Linked DNA regions of Canis lupus: region 2 is linked to region 1. A link is a contact called in public Hi-C data. All regions are on one chromosome and are shown on one strand. The core of a region is the stretch at or near the end of the contact, and the rest is flanking DNA. Distances in the headings are between cores, read along the strand shown.

Region 1 (5,805 bases), core at 2,463-4,962:
ACTCCTGGGACAGCCAAGTGCTCACCAAGCGTTCCCTGTAAAGCAGCAGCAGTACTGCTCGTGCTCCTGAGTGCCGAGCTGGCCAGTAGCTGCCAGAGCCTCCTGCTTTGGGCTGGGCTGGAATCTGAAAGACAAGACGTTTTGAACATGAAAACCAATCAGCCATCGTGGACTGAATCCCTGGAAGGGCTGAAGTTCAGGTTGTATCTCAGCAGGCTACACGGCCCCGAACAAGTCACTCAGCCACCTCTCAGATTCCCTGTCTGTAAGATGGGTGGGATGATGGGACAGCCTGTAAGGCTGGGATGAGACGGTGGATGGTTGCCGGGATGGGAGTGGGCCGAGGGGTCTCATCTGCCTGACCCAGCCTCAGTTCTCCCATTCACTACAGAAGTGCTAAGGCAACAAAAGCCAGTAACAGCAATCCTCGGGTCTTGGCTCGATACTGGTCTTGGCTCCCTGAATAGCCCAATCACAGAACTCTCAACTATTATTATACAATATCTCCACCTACACAGAAGAAAACTAAGTACCAGAATAAGTCATTTGCCCAAGGCCAGGCGTCACTGGTGGCAGATCTGGACTCAGGGCTGCTAAGTCCCCACAAGCCAGAAAATCTTACTGCTCCTTCTCCCCTTTCCTTCTCACTGCCCTCGCCCAGTTCTCACTGGCACGGAAGAGTCTCGCACTCTCGCAGGTGGCCCTTCTGGGGTTGAACTCTTCTCTCCAGAAGGTGAACTCCGGGCATGGTCACCTGCGGGAGCAGAGAGAGTCAATCCCACGGAATCCAGCAGGCAGGAAGGTCTGGGGCGCTGCCAGTTCATGTGGTAGGTGAGAGGGGTGACGTTTTGCAAGCCAGCCACTAGCCTGCGGTCAAACAACAACTAGGACATGAGGGGGGGAGCCTGAAGCTAAGGTATCCCAGGTGGTTTCGGAGGCTGCGCCTGGGGGAGGTTCAGGGGACCACCGACCCTGACTCCAGCGCTCACCCCCCGATGCTTTGTGCTGCTGCAGCCGCTGGTCCAGCATACGGCACAGCCTGTCTCCGAAGTGCTGCAAGATCTTAGCTTCCTTGCCGCTGCGCAGGGGCAGTGGGTACCGCCGGAGGGAGCGCAGCGCCTGGCGGGGGCAGGGGTACCGTACTGGGGTCAGGGCAGGCCTGGTTGTCCGGCTCCACCCGTACCAGTCCGCGTCGAGCCGAGACCCACCTTCTGAAATACGAATTGCGTGCGGCGCCCCCTACTGGCTGCCTCGTCCCGCCATTCGGTTAGCCAGCGAACGAAGAGCGGGTTGGGGCAAACGGGCAGCGGGCGTTTCCGGCCCAGGCGGACCGACGCTGCCATGAGCCCCGGGGCGGGTCCCCTGGCGCTTCGCGCCAACCAGGCTGGGGCGCCGCCAGTTCTGGAGACGGGATTCGAACACCTGGCTCGAGAGTGAGGGCGGCACCTCTCCAATCACGTGGCCCCACGCGGGGCAATTACTAGCGAACAGCCTCCAGCTGCCCTCCCCGCTCCGGCACTGCTTCAAGTGGTTGGTACCAAGCGCCTTTTCTACGGCCTCTCGCCCCCTCGCCCCTCCCGGCCCAGACCAGTCTTTCGGATCGGCCCCACCCAGACCCCCGGAGCCTTGACCCGCCCCTTCCTCCTAGCCCAGATTGGAGAGCGGGGTACTCCTTGTGCGGACAGAAAGACAGACAGCGCCCCCGTGTGGCTAGGAGGGCTGGATGGCAGTAATCCTGAACACCGAGGAACCAGGGTGTCAGTTTGTCTCACCTTTGCTGAGGATGCCGGAGAGACGCTGGGCTTCTGAGAAGCCCAAGAGGTGGAGGGTGGGGCAAGTAAGTGCAGGCGTATTTGTAGGAAGGACATCTAGAAAGAAGTATAAGGGATGAAGATACAAAGGTAATGTAGGAGGAGCTCAAGGACTCCGAAGAAATGGTGATTCCGAGCTGGGTGAGGGGCGGGGAGATGTGGAGATCCAGCAGTGGGGGAGGGCACGAAGTCTGGGACTTTCAGGGAAGGTTAAAGCTAGGAGAACAGAGGGGAACAGAGGGCAAATAGAAGGGGGGCAAATGGGAGGTGCTGGGCCTCAGCCCGAGGTGGGGGTCTGAGATGGGCACGTGGTTAGATTCAGGGGAGCAGACTGAAGGTAAAAGCCCGGACGAAGGTGGAAGGGGAGAACACAGTCATTTTTGTAACTCATTGGAGGTGGGAGACTCTCAAGGAAGTTTAGGTTCAGGCTTATGCAAAAGGGTCCCAGGTTGAGGGACACGTACAGCTGAGTTCGGCTTGAAGATGTCACCAGAGAGTTAGAGCCTCCACCCAGCTGTTATACTGAAGTCGCGAGGAGATGGTCTGCGGCCTTCGAGGAGTACGGAGGCTGGCACCCTAGCTCTAGGCCCGCCCCTCCAGACTCCGCCCAGCCGCGAACGCACCCCCCACCCCCACCCCGCGCGCGCCCAAGCCAGCTCCGAACTCCCGCCTCCCTCCCGAGGCTGCCTTATAAGGAGCCTCCATCGAGTGTGCGGGTTGGCCCCACCCCCTCTAGTCTCTTGTCCTAATAAGGACATCTAGGGCATCCCGTGGCTAGGGGCGGGCGGGAGCGTGTCTCCAGGGTAACTTCGAAGTCTCTCTGCCCCTCCTCGTTGCTCTTGGAAACTCCGAGGCTTGAAAAAAAGTGGAGCCAGTCTCCTTTTCTGGCAGGGTCGTTTACCGGGCTGTGGGTCCAGCGGCGGCCTCCACCTGGGGCTTCCGGGAACTCGGGGGGTGAGCGATGCAGCGGGACGTCCTTGACTACAATCCCCAGCATGCCCTGCGAAGCGCCCCACTCCCGGTCTTGAAGACCGGGCTTCCAGCTCTTCATTTACACTCTTTATTCCGCTGATGGGATCTAGGCCCTCAGATCCCTGATTTGTGACCCTTTCGGCAAAGACTAAGGCATGATCGTTGTTCGAGGCCAAGGAAAACTTTCCGTAGTCCCCACCGGCTTCTTTTTCAGAAACTTAAGCTAACACAGCTGTGTCTTAATTTTTGCGAGTTTTAAGTTAACCGTATGCATGGCTGTTAACTCGAGGACGTGATTCGAGTCTGGCTTAATATCTATTCTTTTCACCGTGTCTAGTAAAAGGCGCAGTCTTTAAATTGACATAAACCCGTTTCGTGAATTTGCCATCTATCTTTAAAACAAGAACAAAGCTATATTCTTAAAGACTTCCTTGTAGAGTCTCTCTTGTGTCTTATTTTAATTTTATTGAAGTTGCATATGGTCTTTCCCAGGAAACGAGTGGCTTTGCATATGGAGGGTGCCCAACGAATTGTTTATCGGGTTGAACACGCTTTACACTTGCGATTCCTCTTGCTCCAGGACTGGATTCCAGGCCAATAAATAGTTACTTCAGTTCAGAAAAGCAAAATACTAAACCCAAAATTTTCAGACCAGAAGGTGCCAAGATGGATCATAAGAAACAGTTTCGCGGCGGTTAAAGAGCGGCGAGGTCGAGGCTCATTTTCGGGTCACATTACCTAGAGCTAGGGGCCTCTGCCCAGCTGAGCGTTTCCTGGAAAAGTGGACCAATGGGCGTGCTCTCCGCGCCACAGCACCGCCCCCCTTGGCTGTCTCGAACTACGTTTCCCAGCATGTAATAGGGCCCTGAGAGGCCGGCTGGCCAAAAAGACGGCGCAGGACCCTTGGACTTCATTTCCCGTCGCCCCGTGGGGGGAGCGCCGGAAGCCCGCCCCGCCCCTCATTGTGCGGCTCCTACTAAACGGAAGGGGCCGGGAGAGGCCGCGTTCAGTCGGATCCCGGCGGCAGCTGCAGCGGCTCTCATCTCTTCTGACCCTTTTTGCTATCTCCCTTTCGCTTCCGGAAACATGGTGAGCAGCAGGCCATGGCGACTGAGGGGAGGCGTCTGCAAGTCGCTCGTCTGCGCGCGGGGGAAGGAACGGGGGAGCGACATCTGCACCCCCTCCCCCAGCGCCCCGGGCGGGATAAGGGTCTCGGGCTGAGGGGCGGGTAGCGTTGGGACGCGCGTGCGCGCCCGAGGGCGCTGGGGAGGGCTAGCTCGGCCGTCGCTCGCGCGCCCCCTGGGCTCCTTTCCCCTCCCCCACCGCGCTGGTGCGCCCGCGCGGATACCGGCGGTGGGGGAGGGGTCCGTGGTGCGCGCGCGCGTGCCCGCCCCTCGCGGAGCAGCCGGGGGCGCGCGCTGAGGCAAGTCGGTTCACGGGGGCGCGCGTTCGGCGGAGCACGCGGCATCCGAACCCTTCCCGGGGGTGTCGAAGGAAAAGCGCGCGAGCGGTCTCGGCGTGCGCGCCCCACCCAAGGGCTGTTCCTGTTTCCGCGTCACCCTCCCTCGGCTGGCGGGTCTGTCGAGAGCAGGTGGCAGGGATGTCTGCGCCCAGGAGGGGCGGGGGCAGAGGGCCAAGGGGGATGCGGGCGCGGAGGGGTCTGCGTGCTAGCGCTGGGGATTAGAAGCCTGCACCTCGCCACCGGAGCCGCAGGTTTGCACCGCGGAGGGATCACGGCCCTGCGAGGGAGCCCACAAAGCGATCTGGGTTCTCTGCTCTGTACATCCGGCAAAGGCTGGAAAGGCACCGTCGGCCGGCGCCTGCGCACACGCACTGGCCCCACTACTGGGCCCGAAGCCCTGGACAAGCGGGGCCTTCGGCTTTCCCGGATGGGGCCTGAGGGTGGAGCCGAGTTTAGGGAAGTGACCCAGGCGGGCACCGCCCGGAAACCACCCCGCCCCCTGTGTTCAGCCCCAGGGCTACGAGAACTGAAGGTTGTGTAACTTGTCCATCCTCCGACCGGCAGCGGAGGGGACGGATACGCCGGTCGGTAAAGCGATTCTTCGGTCTTGAGGCCCTGGGGGTGCTACTGCCTCCAGGTACTGCTTTCTCTCCGGGTCCTGGCCGGGCCCAGGCGAACGTTTTCTCCCGCCTACTCCGGAAGCGGCTGAGTCACGTGGCCGGCTTCCTCTGCAGTTCCGGGAGTGGGGGGCGCGGCATATTTCGTTTTGGTCAGTAGCCCCTCTCTTGGCTATCGTGTCCCCACCCAACACGACCCAAAATAGACGTTAAAAGAGCTCAAGGACTGTGCGCATTTGGGTTTGACCTGCTAACTTCTGTCAGCCACCTTTAGGTCCTACATTTTTCCCGAAGACTGGGAGTTAATGGGTTATGGTCTTAATTAGGGATTGTGATTTTTGCTTTGGTTGAAGAAAACCCAGGAAAAAGGATGGTTTGTGAACAACTATACTGAATAGTTATGACGGATTTAACGAGAACCGTTAAATTTCTTTGTGCCCTACCATTGTGGCGTTCTGGTTCTGTTTCCAGAAGAGGTGTCTGTTCCCTGGGTGCCTGGGTCTCCTTTTCCTATCCGTGAAGTTTTAAGTCGGCACTGTTACCCTAAAGCTGAGATTGAGTACTGTAAGGAGTCAATAGCCTAGGATTCTTTTGATTCTGGGCTCACATCAAAGCCAAGGTTCTGCCTCTCAGAGATCTTCAGTTTCTAGGCTGTAAAGTGTTGGATGAGGAGGAATTATGTTAGATAAGAGGTTTCTTCTGTGGCTGCCATTCTGGAGTTGTGTCTCACTTGGTCCTTGGACAGTGGTTTGGGTGGGAAAATAGTGATTCTTGTCTTGGGAAGGGGATTAATGATCTCCACGGGTTGAGAACTTGTTGGCATCCGAGGTATATTTCTTAAAATTGCAAAGGAGGGACTTCAGGGGGGGGTCCAGAAGTCTTTCCTTCATGAAAAATATGTGGCTTGTCCCCCAGGCCTCTGGCGTGGCGGTTTCTGATGGCG
Region 2 (5,805 bases), core at 1,380-3,879, 170 kb after region 1:
CCCGGGCTGGCCGTGGCTCAAAGGTGTGCGGGGTCAGCGGGGGCCGGGCCGGCTGGCGTAGCTTGCGGGCGAAGAGGTCATCAGTGGGCGCAGGGGCGGCGCCCCGCCGCGGGCTCCCCACACCGCCAGCCCACATGGGCGTGCCGTGGGCCTGGCTCGCCGGGGGCCGGGTCGCATTGGCGGGCACAGGTGGTCGGTGCCCGAGTGGCAGGCCAGCTCCTGCCCTGAGGGAGGAGGGGGCTGCTCAGAGGGGCCTGGGGAGAAAACAGGAACCCGGGCCACCAGCCTGGTCCTCCACCACGCACAGGGTGGCTTCCGGCCCCCTCCGCGACCATCAAAGCCGCTTCCGCTTTCCTGGCCACTTCCTTGTCTGCCTAAGGCTGAGGTTTCCAGCCCCCTCCTCCACGGAGTGCTGGGCAGGGCTGGGGACTGGGCTGTCCTCGCCTTAGCCCTGGGGATCTGGGAACCTGGGTGGCCCTGGGGCTGCCGGGCTCCCTCGGTTCCTACTCACACACCTCGGCTTTGGCCTGGGACCAGAATAAGGGTCCCCACCAAGTCCTGGCCCAGTTGGACAGATGATCTGTCCATGGGGCCACTGGTGTCTGGGTCCTGCCCGCTTGACAAAGGGAGGACGTCCTGTCCCCAGAGACTTGCCCCTCCCACTTCCTCCAGGGTCCCTGAGGAGCTGGGCACCCAGAAGCTGGATCTCGGTGCCCTGGCCCTCTGACTCCAATACCTCAAGGACACAGGGGTTCCCAGGGGACACTGGCAGGGCAACAGAAACGGCAAGAGGACTTCCTTCAGCACAGGAAGTGGCCCCAGCTCTGAGCCCGGCCCCTTATCCTGAGGAAGGTGTTGGGGTCACACCAGCTCAGTCATGGGACCCATCACCCTGACCTAAAGGACAGGCCCAGGCTCACTCTCTGCAAGCTACTGTGGCCATGCCTGGCGGCAGGGGGAGGGGTCACAAGGCTGGAGCCCCTTTGCAGGAACTGGGACCCACGGGTCCTCTGCCTACCTGGACTCACTGATGCTGACAGGGAAGGCTGAACCTCATGTGACAAAGGGTCACACTGAGGTCCAGAAAAGGGGATGTTCTCTCCTGAAGTAATTCCATGTTACAGCTAGGATCTGGGGTCTGTCAATCTCTGGGGCCTAAACAGTGTAGTACCTGCCCACTCCTGTTTGTGGGTGCTGGGTGAGTGGGGGTTGGGCTGAGGTTCAAAGTCTCACAGGATGTAAGACTGAGACACCCAAGGCCCCAGGGACCTGCTAGATGCGGAAATGTCGCGACCAGGGGCAGGTGCAAAGGGTAGTGTGAGAAAGTGAGGGGAAGCCACCCCAAGTGAACCCCAGCAGGTGTGGGCAGGCAGGGAAGGGATGTGGGACGCTCCACTAAGAACACAGACAACTGCTGGCAGGTCTTCATGCATCCTCCAGTGACACTGTGAGTGGCTGGGGTAGGACAGGGTGGGGGCAGGGGCTCCGTGTACCCCTCATCTAAAGCTCCAGGACCAAGCAAGTGTGGGCCTCCAGGAAGCTTGGAGTGCCTCCTCCCGTTTCTCTTAGAAGAAAGAGTCCCGTCTTTGCCACGGACCCGGAGCCTCTGTTCTCTCATCTCTAAAATGGGGTTAATCCTTCTGCCCTTTCCCAACACCATGGGGAGACCGCAAGAAGGTTCAAGAGTGTAAAGCTGACCATGTGTTAAGGACGTGGTGGTGAGGCAGGCGCTCGCTCCATGGGCCGAGCTCTTCGGCCTGGGCTGTGATGTGTGTGTTGGGGTGGGAGGGGACATGAGAGGGAAGCCGAGTGGGCCTCTGCTCTGTGTGGGCTGAGCTCTGCCTATGTGTGTGTGCACAGCCCATGAGCTGCCTCTTGTTCCGGCCCAATGCTGGGCTCTGGCCCTGCCTTGGGGGGTGTTCTTGAGCTCTGCCCCCCACCCGGCAGCCTCACACAGGGTCCATTGAGGCCGGGACATTCCTCTCAGCCTGTGTCACTGGGGGGAGAGGGCCGGCCCCGCCCCCACAGATCCGGAAGGCCTGGCTGCCCCAGGAGGAGGCGCTGGATGCTTCCCAGCACATCTGGAGGTCATGACCCCATTTCTGCTGCCAGGGGGTGCGACAGATGTTTCCTCCCAGGCCAGGCCCGAGACTAGGGGCCGGCGCGCAAAGGCTGGGGAGGAGGCCGCCTCGCGACAAGGGGAGCGCCGGGACAGCGGGGTCGTCCCACACACGGCCGGCATTAGGGGCAGCCGCCAGCGCCGCCCAGAGGAGTCAGGGACCGCCTCATCCAATCGCCCGCACACTGGCCGGACCGGGCCGGGCGGTCACGCCGAGAAGTGGGGGCCGCCGGTCGGACTCAGGGGAGTGGACGCGCTGACTCGGAACTGGAGCTGGAGCCCAGAGGTTAGGAGGGTGCAGGCGGCGAACGCGGCTAGGAACCCCCTTCCACACATCCACCCCCCGGGCCCACGCCAAGCCTTTTCCCCTGTCCGGCCCGACCGCGGTGCTTCCACTCCCCCGCTCCCGCCGGTACCTCTGGGGCTCCCGCCTGGTGGCCTCCTCCCGCGCTGGGGTCCCGCTGCCTCTCCCGCTGCTGCTCCAGCACCGGCTCCGCCTCGGGGGCGGGGCTCGTCGGGGGGCGGGGCCGCGCGGAGGGGGCGGGGCCGGCCTGGGAGCAGTCTGCGGCGGGAAGCCCCGAGGGCGGGGACTGCAGACCAGGCGCACTCGGGCAAGAGAACCGAGCCAGGCCCAGTGCAGCGCGCGGTTGGGTCCCCTGCGTCGGCTGAGAAACGCAAAAACGTAGACCTGCCTTCCAGACCAACTGGGAGGGCTACAGCAGGATTCCTAGTGTTTAGCAGCCCCTTCCCTCACACCCCTCCACCCCGCACCGGCCAGCACAGAGCAGGTGCCCAGAAAACAGTTGACCATTTATGAGCACTTAACTAAGCACTGGACCCTGCTCTCCACACGCTCTCGTTCTTAAAAACACCTTAGACAGGTGTTTTCTCCTCTGCTTTATAGCTGGAGAAATTGAGGTTCAGAGAAAGGCTTTTGCCAAGGTCAAGGCTGATAATTTTAGGCACTAGCCTCATGAGGTAGAAGTCTTTGAAAATTCAGGGGTGAGAAACTGAACATGAACTTCAGGCCAAGGCTTAAAAAGGAACAAAGTTGTGAGGAAGGGGACCTAAGCCTACTTGAACCCCACCTGGGTCTTACCTCTGTCTCCATCATTACCCAGCCCCAGATTCTTGATCTCCCTCTCTGCTCATCTACCCTGACCTGGCCACCTGCCTCTATCTTCCACCCAAACATTCCCAGACAGAAAAAGAAAACACCAACCAAAATCAAAAATAGTGTTATTAATTCTGGTGTCTCCGAAGCACGAAAAAAAAAAAAAAAAAGAAAAAAAGAAACCACCCTTCCCACATTTCAGCCCCAGGTCCAGGCCAAGGGCTGCCGCCTCTGAAGGCAGAGCGGGCCCAGGGGCCAAGTCCAGTCAGTCCTGGCCATGGGCTCGAAGCGGGACCAGCCCATGGATTTGGCTTTTAGGGCCTGGCTGGGAGGCTGCCTGCCTCAGTTTTGGGAGCCCAGGCCCTGGACTAGGGATGAGAGATCAGGGATCAAGGTCAGAGGTCTGGGCCACTTAGTTCTGATACTCTGGCTAAGGCAGCCAGAGGTCAGGGTTCAGATGTGGAAGCCAAAGCCACTCAGTTCTGTGGTCCAGGAGAGAGGGCCAGAGGCCGGGGATCCAAGTTACTGAATCCTGGGGCTGGGATCCAGAGGGTACCAGGCCACTCAGTATTGATGCTCCAGCAGGGGCTGAGCGGCCGGGCTCTCCCGCTCCTCAGCAGGGGCAGGCCAGTCCCCCAGGGTCCCAGTAGGTGTGCCACTTTCAGGAGCACTACTGTCCAAGCAAGGAATGTCCTTGGCTGCTCTGGGGGGCGAGGAAGCATTGGTGCTGATATCCGGGCTGAGGCTGAGGTCTAGGGGCGCCTAGGGGAGGGGAGAGCGGTTGGTGGAAGAGCAGACCTGAGTAGCTCAGGACCCAATCCTTCCACAGAACCCTTACCTGAGATTTGGGGGTGCCTCCTTTGGGGCTCCCTGAGGCTGGTTCTGCCTCAGATCCCCCTAGCCCCTTTCGACCCCCCAGGCTCCACTTCCCACTGGGACCCTCAGAACTGAGGAGCCCAGGGCCAGGGGGCCTTGAGGGCCGGGGACCCTCCGTGGAGGCAGGGGAGGCAGGGGTTGGTCCAGGGAGCCGAGGGGGTGGCCACTGCAGCAATGGAGGGGGTCGCCCATCACCAGAGCCGCTCAGGGAAGGCCGAGGGCCCCAGCCTGGGCCCGGAGGGAGGGCCTGGTCGCCACTGCCTGTGGGAAACAGGTAAGAGGGTCAAGCTCTCAGCTAGGCTGTCCTCCTCACTCACTGGCTTAGGTTGGCCTTGCTCACTCACCTGCTGTGTTCTCAGGTGTGGAGTGTGCCAGGGCGGGGTTATTGCTGAGGGAGGTTAAGCCACCACCTCCGACACAGTCCGAGTCATCCACGTTCCCACCGCTGTTGCAGCCGGCACCACAGCCCTTATGAAGCCTGGAATAGGGGGTGGCAGGGAGGGACAGGTTGGCAGGCGGAGGGCCTAAGACTCCAGAGGCGCAAGTCCCCAGCTCTAGGACAAGCCAGCTAACATCTCTGAGCCCCAGGATCCCGTCTCTAAGAGATGTTGCCATCTCCTTTTCAGGGTCTTCTAAGAGAGGTGTCATTGACAGCTCAGAAGGCAAAAGGCCACCACTAACTTTGGGAAAGCAGCATGAAGATGGGTCAGCTCTAAGGCAGTGTCACCTCTCAGGACCCAGGCCTGGCTCCAGCACTTCTTCACTCTGAGGCTTAGGAGGAACCTGCTTCACCTCGCTGAGCCTCCGCTTCCCACTCCAGGACCTCAGCCCCACAGGCTCGGGGCAGCGTTCAGGGCTCACCTCTCCCAACTGCGCAGAAGCCAGCGGGCAATGGCACTCAGGCTGACTGGGCCACCCCACAGAGCCCGCAGCTGGGGGTGGCTACCAGCCAGCGAGGTGGTGAGGGGCGACACATAGATGGGGTAGCCCAGCGGCTGGTCACAGGAAGAATTAATCATGTTGCGGAGTGCCTGCTTGGCATTCTGGATACTGCCACGTTCAGGGTTGCGGTTGCGCAGAAACACCAGCTCCTGCTGCTGCCCGGCCCATAGGCCACGGACACACTCACGGTTCACCTGCGGGGGGCCATGCACAAGGGTCAGGGGGGGGGCCAGTGCCTGGCAGGGGGCCAGGTGCCTGGCAGGGATGGGCCATCCGCACCTTGATGACTCGGAAGCTGAGGTGGCGCCGGTTAAGCATGATGATCTTGTACTCGTCGGAGGCATCATCTAGGACGTGGCGCAGAGCCAGCAGTGAGGGTGTGTTGCTGAGGATGGCACTGCGCCAGGCCGGGTCACCCTCATGCGATATGACCAGGCGCTCCTCATTGGCGGCGATGGCATCATACAGAGCAGCCGGCTCCTCGTACTCATCTGGGGACGTGAAGTGGTCCTGGGGGGCCAATGGGAAGCCTGGTCAGTGGCCCCTGACCCGGGGAGGGCTTCATCCCCCAAATGCCCACCCTACCTGGGCACACTTCTCCCCACCTGGTGAAGCTTGAGGGCCATGCGAACCCCAGGTGCCACCACACGATGAAGCAGGTCCATGTCTGCAAAGACCCACTCGTCGCGTGGGGAGGTGATGCGGAAGTCGCCCTTGAACAGGGCGTGCAGGCCATAGAGGAAGGGCTCCAGGC

The links. A called contact is a pair of places that touch in the nucleus more often than the background predicts.
Region 2: a contact with region 1 is called in a Hi-C map of blood, with 3 times the contacts expected there. The contact joins the promoter of SIPA1 here to the promoter of CFL1 in region 1. A contact is called at or near these places in 2 of 9 Hi-C or Micro-C datasets (amygdala and blood).

What each region holds. Positions count from the first base shown.
Region 1 is chr18:51,902,534-51,908,338 of UU_Cfam_GSD_1.0, forward strand. CFL1 (cofilin-1) reads left to right here and starts at 3,713. Exons shown (of 4, transcript XM_038563900.1): 1 at 3,713-3,872; 2 at 5,778-5,805. The coding sequence starts at 3,870. MUS81 (crossover junction endonuclease MUS81) reads right to left here and starts at 3,910. Exons shown (of 19, transcript XR_005373620.1): 1 at 2,713-3,910; 2 at 1,773-1,868; 3 at 1,209-1,211; 4 at 990-1,119; 5 at 669-754; 6 at 26-124.
Region 2 is chr18:52,070,280-52,076,084 of UU_Cfam_GSD_1.0, forward strand. SIPA1 (signal-induced proliferation-associated protein 1) reads right to left here and starts at 2,630. Exons shown (of 16, transcript XM_038563914.1): 1 at 2,536-2,630; 2 at 1-224. The coding sequence starts at 136. PCNX3 (pecanex-like protein 3) reads right to left here. Exons shown (of 35, transcript XM_038563926.1): 30 at 5,657-5,804; 31 at 5,331-5,561; 32 at 4,971-5,245; 33 at 4,454-4,587; 34 at 4,072-4,370; 35 at 3,342-3,995. The coding sequence ends at 3,798.